Linked DNA regions of Mus musculus: region 1 is linked to region 2. The links are chromatin contacts, called in public Hi-C maps. All regions are on one chromosome and are shown on one strand. The core of a region is the stretch at or near the end of the contact, and the rest is flanking DNA. Distances in the headings are between cores, read along the strand shown. Region 1 overlaps Cdh13 (cadherin 13). Region 2 has its middle 10 kb from the start of Gm39262.

Region 1 (6,249 bases), core at 43-2,542, 560 kb before region 2:
CCCAACCAGAAAATAATTTTGTTGTTACTTCAGAACTATAATTTTGCTACTGCAATGAATTGTAATGTAAATACAGATCTGCTTTAACCTGTCTTCCTTTATTATTAAATTGCTTGCAAGCATCTGACTCCTCCAATGTATGTTGGACCTTCCCGCCCTCACCTCTTGATTTGTCTTTAAGACAGGGTCTGGCCACGTTTTATAGATTTGTCTCAAACTTGAGATCCTCCTGCTTCAGCCTCCTGAGTCCCAGGATGACAAATGTGCATGACCACACCTATCTTTACTGTTTGCTCTGTAACTTTATTAAAATCATTCACACACACACATACCATATACAATGTACACACACACACACACCATATACAATGTACACACACACACACACACACACACACACACACCATATACAATGTACACACACATGCACACATACACATATGTGTGTGTATGTGTGTATGTGTGTGTGTGTGTGTGTATATTTGCATTTTGGAAATAATTACATTTCTATTTATTTATGCTTGTTTGTAGAGGTATCTGTCTGCATTAACCTAGCTCCGAATTCTGCTTCAAAACCTTTGAAGCTCTAGTTCTCTACTATCCTGAGGCCTCCTTGGATTTGTGATCTACATAATTTCCTCCCTGCCACTCCACTTAACTAAACATCTTTCTTCAAAGTATAGTTTTAGTTAGGTTTACTAAATACTGCCTTGATTTTGTCCGCAGGAAGAAAGCTCTGGAAGGGTGACCAGAGTTGCCAGCATGAGAGCCCATGCCCTCATGTAGAAGCCATGACTTCTCTCCCTCCCCTGACCATGGACCAGGGTGTAGTTCTGGTTTATGCCTCCCTATCACTCTGGACATTCCTTGAGCATTCACTCACATGTATGGGCCTGGTTGCTTTAATTCAGGTCTGCCTTCAGCTTCACCCCCTTTATTAAGCACGTGGAATGTGACTGCATCATGTGTTTCTAGCAGGATTTATCTCCTCTGGTCCTCGTGTTCCATTCTAATCCACAGTACATCTTTCCACTGAAACAAAACACAGTGCTCACCACATGGAGGGGGTGATTCATGCTCTCCACTGTTTTCCAAGCGTTAATCACATCTCTCCTGTTATTCAGAATCAATGTTTCCTCATTTGGAATCCCCCTTCCCTCTGTAGGATCTAATATATACATATGGAAATTAAAACCAGTTTAAGTTAAAAATAGACCCTCCGGGAGGTCTCCCGAATCAGCTGACATGTGCGGTTCACAGGGAGCTGGATGGCTGACAACTATTCTGGCTTCAGAGAGTAAAGAGATCAGCTAGTGTGGCAGTTGGCCCCTTTGCAGGAATGGTCTGCCAAGACGCCCGTTTACCAAGTTGCAAACCAGTAAGGAAATGGAGCAAGGGAAAAATGGGCCACCGCCCTCTGCTGTCCCAGAAGCAGCTGGTGGAGGGGGACCAGATGAACATCTTCTTGCAAGGATGCTCTCTTAAATAGCAGCAGTCTGTGGCTTCCCCAAATCCAGGAGGCTCAGCCTACCTCAAGTGTGCCATAACTCACACAGCAGCAAAGCCCAAATGGCGTGATACTATCTGTGGTCTTCACTTGAACTGGATCAGGGTAAATATTTGCATGGCCTATTACAGAAGCAGCAATCTGTCTCATGATGGAGTACTGTTCCCCAGCCACCTGGTGGGATGGTGCAATATCCACCGGAAATACCCTGTAACCCAGTGACCGCTTACAATTCCAAAACACATCTTGACTGACGCTCAGGAGGAAACACTTCTTAAACATTCTTAAGCTCTAGTCCAGAGACCAAGAGTGGGGGAGGTGTGGGGTCAGGAAACAAAGTGTATATAGCTCAGAACACGAAAGTGCCTACACGGAAGCCACAGATGGGAGCTTGGCAAATCGCTCAGACAGGATAGTGTTATTCCACAAAACCCATGTAAAATGCTGGGAAGGGCTGTTCATATTTATAATCCTGTGCTACGAGGTTGAGGATGATGGATCTCAGGAGCTCCCGGCTTTGCTGAACTGTTTCAGGCCAGTGTCAGGTAACTGTTTTAACAAGCAAGGTGGGCAGCATCCTGAGGAAAGTCTCCCTGTCCCTGATCTCTGTCTGCATTCACATGCAGGCACTCTCTTCTGCCATCCCCCCCTCCCCTCACTAAGACTCCTGTCTCAGGACTCACATGCTATGATTGCAGGCTGTTCTCCATGCATGGGCAGTTGGGACGGTGCACACGTGAAAATGCAAAGGTCTTAGGTGGCCAGGTACAAGAGACCGTGAACTTAGTCAAGGAAAAGTGCTTGAGAGAGAACACTTGGGCTGGCAAGTATTTGCAATGCCTTCCCTTCTGGCTCTCTAGCCAACAGGAAATTTCCATAAAAATGAAGGTGAAAGGGACAGACCAAGGGCGCTAAGCAGTTACTAGGATGTGTGTGAATTTGTTCCATTACAGGATAATAAGATCCTCGGCCTTCTCAGACTATTTAAAGCCATGCTTAATCTTCCCCAATTTACATCTGGCTGCCTCGCTCATTAAGCATCCTGATACACGTGGCTCTAATGCCTTCAATTAGGAGATACTCCTGTAAATCCGTATGTTCCTGTATTCCTAAGCCCTTGAAGAAAAGCAGAAACAAAAGAGATTTATGGCAGTTGCAGGACCATGTGAATGAAGACACTCAACAGGTTGAAGAGCCAGGCCAGATGGCGGCACTTAGACTCTGATGTTCCTAATTAAGCAATCTGCTCACCAGCATCCCCAGCAAGGAGCCTGGCATGACAGGATGGCTGTCCTCATCCCAAGCCACCTAAGACATTTCCATTGCCATGTGTGCTAGCTTCTAAAAATTCTTGTGTATGGTGTGCAGCCTGCAGTTGTAGGATGTGAGTCCTGAATGGGAGTCTTTGGGACAAAGCATGACACCATGTATGGGGGGGGTGGTGGGAGGGAGGACTCTCTTGCTTGTACCAGTCCAGCATAATTTCTTCTTCAGAAGTTCAGAGTCACCATTTTTCAAGGCCAACAAGAACACTAAGTCTTCTTGGACACCGTGTCTAGTTTGGTGATAGGGAATGTCCCAGATTGGCCCCTTCGGTTGGTCATGACATGCTTGCTGGGATGTCTGGGAAGAAAGGTTCTAGGTGACTGAGCTGGAGGAAGAAATGAAAGGGGACACAGTGGCCATCTTGGACATGTCTGAGAGTGGAGATTGTAGCAGACGCATCAGAAAACAGAGCAGAGTAACAGGGAGCCCTATTGTGTTGCCCCTAAACCACCTAAACCAAAGCTAACTCAAACCTGGACATTTCCATTGGGAGATGGTAACTGTACTAGTGATTTTGAAATGTCAACTAGACACAACTTAGAGTCACTTAGAAAGACAGTCTGTATGAAGAATTATCTAGATCAGGTTATCCTCTAGGGGCATATCTGTGGGGAACTGTCCCAACCGTTAATTAATACCATTAGATACCATTAGTACCACAATCAGACCATTGTGGGCAGCACCATTCCCTATGCAGGGGGTCCTGAGTAATATGGAAGAGAAAACGTTAACTGAGAACATGAGGACACACATTTGTTCTCTTCGCATTTTACTCTAGAGTGATGTGACTTACCTCTTGAGGTTCTTGTGTGACTTCCCCCAAAACATGGTCTTGGGATTGATTCTATGTCAAACAAACCCTCTCCCATCCTAAGCTCTATTTTGTCGGTGACTGTCATGAAACCAGCAACCTTACATGGTTTTGATGGCTCTGCATGGAGGTGAGGTACTACTGGTTACAACCAAACAGCCCTCATTAACTTGCCTTGTTACATGAATGACGGCCAGAGGTCCAAAGAGTCAAGAAGTCAGTGTTTCGACCAGGAAGTTAAGTTGGCTGCAGTGATTCCAGCTGTCCTTTGTAGGATCTCTCTCTCTCTCTCTCTCTCTCTCTCTCTCTCTCTCTCTCTCTCTCTCCTCCTGCCCTTATTCCACTCACAGCTATTTCCCAATCCCATTGCCATGCCACGCCCCCCCCCCCCCCCCATCAAATCCTGTTCTGGTATGCCTTGTCTTAATCATCCCAAGTTTCAGCTTCTGACATGGCTCCAGGCCAGTCTGAGCCCCGCCGCCACTCTTCCTTCCCATCTGCCTCCTGTTCTGAACTCCCAGACCTCCAACCTCGCTCAGCTCTCACACATGGCCCCTGCTGGAACACCACCTGTAACTGACAACTCAGTCTTCGCGATAGATTATGAAGTCTTTGGCCAATTACTGAGTATATCCCCAGAAGTACAAACACTGAGTTCTATGGTACTGTTGGTCAATCTAACAACTGTTTACCAGAGGAGCTGCAATTTTCTTTCCCACCAACCGCCTAAGAGTCCAGGCACCCCATCTTCACATCAATATGCAGCATCCCCCTATTTTCTCTAGGCTATGAGGAGGTCTCTTTTAGTTTTGGTGTGCACATCCTGGATAACAGATGAGGGCATTAGTAACAGAGCCCTTCTATCTAACCCTGCCATGTTTTCCAGGAATAATGGCTACTGTCCGTCTTAGCAATGCCATGTGCTTTCTCTAGGGCACCTTGCTTGATTCCCCGGGTGAGCTTGGAGGACAGTGGTGACTTTGCCCAGGCAAACTGAGAGGCATGTAAGAAGCAGGCAGTACAAAGGAGAAAGACCAAAGAGATGGCAGGGCCACAGGGAAGGCCTGACTACCATTGCTCCAGCAGTTTCTGGAAGCCAGTATTTCAGGGCTTACTACAGACCAGCTGCTATTCAAAGTCCTTCACACAGATTAACAGTTAATCTTCTGAGCAACCTGGTGTGGTGCCATCCATTACCATTTTCTTGTCTGAAAGGAAAAGGAAGCATGGGGGAGGTTTTGTTCTGGTTTGTTGTCGTTGTTGTTTTGTTTTGTTTTTTGTTTTTTCCTTTTTTTCTTTTTCCTGTTTTCTATTTTCCAATGTCAAATAATGGGCTGCCCTTAGATTACTTTTAAGACTTTTACATTACCTCTCTAGCTCTCCCTCTATCTTCCTCCACCTCCCTCTCTCTCCTCCCACCTCTCTCTGGGTTGGGGTGGAGGCACATGAGAGGCACGAATGTGGTCTGAGCGCAACAGGTGGGGGATGGGTCTCTCCTACCACCATGTGGAGTCTGGGGATCAAGTTCAAGTCTGCAAGTTTGGCAGCAAGCACCTTGATCCACTGAGCCATTCTGTTGATCCTGACCTGGGATCAAGCTATGAGGCCTGCCTGAGGAGGTGGGAGTTGGGAGAGGGAGTCTGTGATTAAAAACTTAGAAATCAGAGATTCAAAAAAGAAAAGAAAATTCCCAATGGGATGACTTGTCATCCCATTGGGAATTTAATACTTCAGATCTCAGGGAGGTGCCAAACAGGGCACACCCAAGGACAGTTAGTTGAAGGCCTAACAGTGCAATACCTTTGGCCTATGTATTTTATTCTTTCTGCTGCTAAGAAATGTTAGACTAGGAGAGTCCCACCTGCTTCAGTGTCCCTCCCTTGACATGGCCTCTGCCTCTGTTCCTTTGTATATTTCCTGTTCTTCATGGTAAAGCGAAGGAATCGTGCCCACTAGAAGCATTGAGAAGCCTCTCTCTGCAGCTCTTCCGTGTGTGTGTGTGTGTGTGTGTGTATGTGAGTTCATTCCTTAGTCGACAGTCATTTAATTATGATCTCCTATTTATAATGTGGTTAGTAATAATGCATCTATGAGGATCTTGATAAACATTAATTGGCTGATTACAAGATCTCTATAAATACACGGATGGGGCGGGGAGTGAAGACAGACAATGCCATTCTTACAGAGGTCTGTTGAAACAGAAATGCTATTCATGTAGAGAGGCCCTGTCTCTCCCCAAAATACACTCAAAGGTAGGATGATAGGCAGATGTGGGTACCACCAGAGGAACTTTCTTGGGCATATTGTTGTGACAGCCTAGAACAAAGACACCACTTGAACCTTTGGCCTTTCTCAGCTCTACCCACACTGCAGGCCCAGTGATCTTAAGTCATTGCACTGGTCAGCCAGTCTCTCAGTAATTAAGTGTAACTTAGGACATGGAGGATGGCCACGAGATAGAAGCCTTGGGAGTTGCCTAGAAGTCTCTACCGTCCAGAATGAGAGAGGATAAACAGACAAACGCCTATGCCAGTGAGATCTTACAGGGGGGCACCTCCTACCAGCCAGGTTAGAAAGCGCCCCTATTTGTCACCATCCCACTGAA
Region 2 (6,363 bases), core at 758-3,257:
GGTGGCACTAGGAATCTACACGCTCGTTACAAATCCCTCAGTGATTTAGAAAACACTGGAAACCATGACATCATGTTCTCTGGGTCTGGAACAGATGAGTAGTATCTCTTTTCTTTTCTTTTCTTTTCTAAGATTTATTTATTTTATGTATATGAGTATACTGTAGTCGTATTCAGACACACCAGAAGAGGGCATTGGATCTCATTACAGATGGTTGTGAGCCACCATGTAGTTGCTGGGAATTGAACTCAGGACCTCTAGAAGAGCAGTCAGTGCTCTTAACTGCTGAGCCCCCTCTCCAGCCCCCAGATGAATAGTCTTGTACTCAGCATCCCAGGAGAGAATATACAACTCCTGGATTTTACTACGTCCAAGAACAATGAAGAGCATCTCTGACTGTCCAAAGTCCACATCTGACCCATATCTATCCCTCCTGTGTGTTCCTTCACCTTACAGCTTGCTGCATGGACACTGATCACCCTGCTAGTGAAGTCAGCTCTCGGTAAGGAATTTCTCTGATTGGATGCCTTGCCATGAATAAACACCTTCTTGCCCAGAGATAAATCATCACCGTGACTGTGTGTCCTGTGGCTTACATGCTGTACTGGAGGACCAGAAGATAACATCCTGCCACCTGGGTTTGAAGTCATCTATTGGGAAATGAACCTTCAAACATATACCCAAACCCACCTGAATGCTGAGAGTCTCTGAGTCCCTTCTAACTACACGCATGGCATCATATTGGACTAATAACAAAATTGGATAGGAAGCAAGCCATTTTCTGAAGAAAGCTTTCAGTATGCCTAAGCATGCTTCGCTGTATTTATTTCTCCATGAAATGGAGAAAGAAAATATTCCATCAATTTGAGTACTGAAGTTAAAATCCCTGACCAACCCTCATGGACATGAAACAGGAGCAAGAAAGCATTCTTTGTTGTGTTAAGTCAGTGAGATGCTGTAACTATTTGTTACTGTAGCAGACCACAGTTTAGGTGAACTGATACATAACTCAAGCATTTTGGGGACTTTAAGTGAGGATCTAGACCTGTCTCAAATCAGAAAAGATAACTACTCAAATTGGGTGGGGCAGGTGGGTTGGAAAGCTCACCAATTTAGACTGGGGCACAATGGGAATTTTTTATGCTGGACTTTGGTGAGAGAAGAAACCAGCCAGGAGTTGCCGAGAAGGGGCAATCGTTAAGTGTTTTGATGCTAATTTTCAAACACAGACGTTTGTGAAGGGATGAATGGCATGTTTATTAAACAACACGGAGCACTGGAGGGATCTATGTGTGTGGTGATTATTCTGAGAAGGGGAGACAGTGTTCCTGATCCACCAGCAGATACTCCGACCCCAGCCAGTTTAATTAACTTTTGTCATGTGGTTCACTGAATCTGGAAGTGCAAAATTATCTGACTGGGTCCAGAGGTTTGTCAAACACAACCTGGGCTGGGCTGGGGTGTAAAAACAACCATCCTTTCATTTACTGTAAGGGGAAGACCAGGGAGGGCAAAGAGAGTTGGAAATGACGTGAGGGTGCCAGGGCAACCCCATTCCCCCGGAATCACTCTTTGTTTTGGAAGCAATAAGAAATTAGTTAGACATGTGACAAACAGACAAAAACTCAAAATAATGAAAACTTGCTCTGAGAAACAAGTCCCCCATTATTATCATTATGCCTGGGGAGATGGCATTGCTGAGGCGGCTGGGCTCGGCTAGCATCCAAAGATAAGCAGAGAGGAAGGAGGGAGGGAAAGGAGGAGGCTGTTACAGAGATGGTACCACTGATACCCGGAAGAAAGCCACCCTTCTGATAATTGGGTAAGATTTTAAAATTAAAATACTGCTCACTTGGCTGACCCAGAATGGGAGAATTACGAGTGCAGGGAGGTTTTCCTTTATTGAGAATGAGGTCTCAGAACGCAAAAGCGAGGTTCCCCATGCCTCTTTTGAAGTCAGGCAAAAACTACTGCCAAGCTGCTCCCAAAGCCTTTTCCCCTTTTAGCCAACAATTACACGCTGACGGGGCCGTGGGAACAGGGAGGAGCTTGCCTCAACGTCCAGTTGGCTACTGAGTACTGTCTGGATCCAATCAAGAGAAAACTCAGAATTTCAGGGGGCTATACAGACAGAACTACTTCAGAAGGACACAGACCCCATACACACTTCCCTGGTGAAATATGTCAACGTGCTTTCTAAAGCCCGGGATCTCCAGCAGTCCCTGGGAAATAGAACCATCTAGGAAGACAAAGCCTGGAGCCTACAAGCCAATTACGAACGCAAGAGATGACACAGTCAGGAGAGGGCTTTCTGGACAAATCTAAGGTCCTCAGTTAAGTCTGCCTTTAAGTCCAGGACTGGGGAGGCAGAGCCAGGACGTTCCTTGGGGGTTGCTGCCACCCCACCTAGCCAAATCAGCAAATTCTAGGTTCATTGAGAGACCCTGTCTCAAAGAGAGAGAAAGAGAGAGGGAGGGAGCTGGAGAGATGGCTCAGAAGTTAAGAGCATTGACTGCTCTTCCAGAGGTCCTGAGTTCAATTCACAGTGACCACATGGTGGCTCACAACCATCTATAAATGAGATCTGGCGCCCTCTTCTGGCCTGCAGGCATATATGCAAGCAGAACACGGTATACATAATAAATAAACTTTTAAAAAGGGAAAGGAAAGAGGAAGGGAAGAGAGGAAAAGAGAAAGAAAAAAACGAGGAAGAGAGAGGGGGAGGAAGGAAGGAAGGAAGGGAGGAAGGAAGGAAGGAAGGAAGGAAGGAAGGAAGGAAGGAAGGAAGGAAGGAAGGAAGGAAGGAAAAGAAAAAGAAAAAGGTATAGAATGACTGAGGAAAATGCTGCACATTGGTCTCTGGCCTCCAAATGAATGGATCCACATAGAAACACACATGCACATATGAAAACACACAGAAACACACATATGAACACACACAGAAACACACGTGCACATATGAGCACACAGAGAAACACACATGCACAATTCTTTTAAATTAAAGAGGGCAGAAAGTTTTCCTTCTAACTCTGAAAAGCAACACACACATCCTTGGCAGACATTGTTACCCAATCGGGGCGCAGATGTGGATGTACCCTCAGCATCTTATCCCAGGCAGTCAGTCCTAAGCAGGCAACTCGAGCCAGCACACACCATAAGCAGCTTTCTCTCTGACTCTGAATTGAGGTTAGAACTTCCTATGCGTATCAGGAAACCCAGACACATTTCGAGAGCTGCTTGAGACCAACTTGTTTAGCTTCCTACCCAGAAACCGTTCTCCCTTCCAGAACACTCGAGTGCTTGTAGAACAGGCTTTACGGGACCATGTTCCTCAAGGGAGGTGGGCCTCATTGTCTCCCCAGAAGGTAGGTTATGTAAGCCTATGGCACTGCCAGGAGATTAAACCCCAGAGAACATGGAGGCCTGCACAGAGGATGGGGGCAGGGGGCACCTGAAAATGTCTTTCCTTTTCCTGAAAGGAGGAGAAAGAGGGAGGGGATGGGAGAAGAGGGGAAGTGCCTCTCCACTGTAAGACGCTCATAATTTAGTAACACACATCAAGATCATCTGTAGCGCCCCACAAAATCAAGGCTGGAAGATAAGACACTATGCAAAGACTGTCAGAATAAAACGATAAGGAAAGACCAGGGTCCCTACTTCAGGATGTGTAATTATGAGAGATAAATTCTCTCCTCTGCTGAAATAAGCTGAGTTAGGGCTTTGGGTTTCTTAGCACTGAAAGGAAAAGAAAACCAACAATTATCCTGCAGGAGAGGCTCTGGGCAGATATGGATGAGAGGGTCAGAGCAGAGATGGACAGGCAGGCAGACAGACAGACAGACAGTAGAGAGAAGCACCCGACACTTCCATGGCAGACTTTCCAGCCCTGAGTTCTGTCACAGTGACAAAGAAAGTAACATAATAATGCCTTGCCTTCTGAGCAGTACTGTCGCAAATTACCACAAATTTAGTGGCACTCTTGGAGATCTCAAGAAATCTAGAACGGGGTTTCCGCGGGCAAATCCAGGGCTCTGCAGGGAGGGGCACAGCTTCCTAGGAGGCTGCAGAGAAAACATACAGCTATAAAGTGTTTATATTAGCTTCCTGTGGCTGCCATAGCAGGGTAACAAACTGGGTGTTTAGAAACAACAGAAATAAATGCCCCAAATCTAAAGGCCTCGAATCACACCGTCAGCCTGGCCACTCCCTCTGAAAGCTCTGGAGAGGAGCCTTTCCCTGCATCTAACATCAACGGTCACCCTAGGCACTCCTTGGCTTGTAGGTACATCATTCTGAATTGTCTCCATCATCCCACGGAGGGGTGTACCACAGGATGGTGCAGCACTGTCCTGTCCTCCTCTCTCAGAGCAGCCCCAGATGCAAGGCTAGCTAACACAGAGTCCTATAGCAAATGACCCTGTAAACAGCATTCACCCCCCCAACATAGACTCTGTTGGCCCATGTTTCGCTCAAAACTGATTTTACTTCAAACTAAGGCTGAGCCCCATTATCATTACTTAATGTCAGTGTAACAGCGGCGTGATACTCAGGCTCCCTCACGATATATCATCCTGCAGACTTGGATGCTAGCAGGACACAGCAGAAATACAGCCTCCCAACTTCCCAATGTGCTCTTGGCCATCAATATTGATGGCGTGTCATCAATCAAATCGGGGCAGGCTTTTACGTGCTCTCATTTTTAACCAAGTCTCACCGTGCATCACAATGGAATATTTAAAACCATGTACACATTTTATCAAGCCTTCATGACCACTAAATGCTCTCTGGTTTGGAGCTCCAGATATCATTCATTACGCCTAGGGAGGTGCCGTGCAGAAGTAAAGAAGTCAGGCAGGAACTAAAGTGGTTAAGGAGAGAGAGGCAGAATGACCGTGAAACTCCACTGCCGTGATACAGGCTTCAGGCCAGACTAGCCACTGGTTTGGGGGTCAAGGTACCTGGATAAAATCCCAACTCTCATGTGAGCTTGGACAGACTTCCTTCACCTCCAGCATCTTCCTCGTCCCTGTTTCTAAAAGAGGGTGCTCTGCCTATCTGGGGAGCACTGTAGGATGTCAGTGAAGTCTATGGAGCTCTAGGATTTTCGCTAAGAACGACCTTTGAGGCTAGAGGGAAGTCTCAGAAGTGAAAAGCCCGTGCTCTCTTCTAGAGACCCAAGCGCAGCTTCCAGCACACAATCAGGCAGCTCACAATCACGTAACCCCAGTTCTAATACCCTTGTCTGGCATCCATGAGCAACTGCACCCATTTATACACATCCCTACACAGACACACACACACACACACACTCACATACCTTTTTTGAATTTTAATTAACCTTACACAAGGAAATCACCAATCATATTCACAGAAAAACCTGATCAGGTCACATAATAATGTATTTGTCCCTTTAGCTCGTATAGACAAAGCCAGGCCTCCTTAGCAGGTGCCACTTCTTACAGTGTTAATCATGAGACTCAGGAGGGAAAGTTCAACTAAGGTATGACCCACCTATTTTAATTACTGATTTACTCCCAGAACAGTAGCTGGTATGCAGTAGCTCTACTCCATCTCTGGCTTTTAGGAACGCTCCCACAGGCTGGATAGAGACAGACTGTCGTGTGAGCAGGCTCACAAAGCAGTGCTGTGAGTGAACCCTTGCGCTGTGGGAATCTCTGCACTGGGCTTTGTGGGATTCTCCCCAGAAGTCCTGAGAAGTCTCTTACTTCTTGCTATCCTTGCTTCAAATCTACTACCCGATCACATGTGCCTGCAGCGGCCCCCAGGCTCCCAGGTCTAGCCTCGTCTCCTTAGTTTCTTCTTGTATGTTCCCATGACTCAGTTCACATAGTACCAGCCTCCTTTGTAAATGTCCTCTCACAAGCCACTTGATATCCATGCAGTCTATGACCTTAGTCCCTCATTTCTGTCAATCACCATGGAGTTACCTCCCCTACATGTAGGGGTGAGAGGAGGCATGGGAAAACAGGTCAAAACTCACCACTCACAGCCTTATGTGCAAAACAAAGGCTGAACACATGCACACGTGTGCCCCCTTTTCCTAAGCATGGACGTGGCCCCCAAACCCTTCCTGCACACACTGAAGGCAGCCTCTTCCAGCCCATTCCTGTTGTCAGAGCTAACTCATCATTCACTCCTGACCAGGCAACTGTTAGTACATCACAAAACCCACTTCTGCCTCTCTGTGCATGCACGGCCTCTATTTCCACCCTCTGTGAAAACTGCCGTGCCTATGTGACAGAGCTCCAGCAGACAGGATGTATGTGTGTGTGTGTGTGTGTGTGTGTGTGTGTGTGTGTGTGTGTGTGTGTGTGTGGTATGAGTGTGTGGAATGTTGTGTAT

Evidence for each region. Hi-C and Micro-C count contacts between places; a contact is called where the count stands out from the background.
Region 1: a contact with region 2 is called in a Hi-C map of muscle stem cells, with 2.2 times the contacts expected there. The contact joins two enhancer-like sites. A contact is called at or near these places in 1 of 484 Hi-C or Micro-C datasets (muscle stem cells), 1 of 115 datasets of contacts at active chromatin or transcription factors (embryonic stem cells) and 1 of 9 other capture datasets (embryonic stem cells).

The regions. Positions count from the first base shown.
Region 1 is chr8:118,513,709-118,519,957 of GRCm38.p6, reverse strand. All of the region lies in intron 2 of Cdh13 (cadherin 13), which reads right to left. Among named protein-coding and RNA genes, the nearest start is that of Gm24035, 90 kb to the right of the region's middle. Within about 2 kb of position 1,292, at least 41 of the 459 cell types and tissues checked have an H3K27ac peak or open chromatin away from gene starts, as enhancers often do. A contact at or near this core is called in muscle stem cells, where this site is marked.
Region 2 is chr8:117,955,340-117,961,702 of GRCm38.p6, reverse strand. No RefSeq gene overlaps it. Among named protein-coding and RNA genes, the nearest start is that of Gm39262, 10 kb to the right of the region's middle. Within about 2 kb of position 2,007, at least 1 of the 459 cell types and tissues checked has an H3K27ac peak or open chromatin away from gene starts, as enhancers often do. A contact at or near this core is called in muscle stem cells, where this site is marked.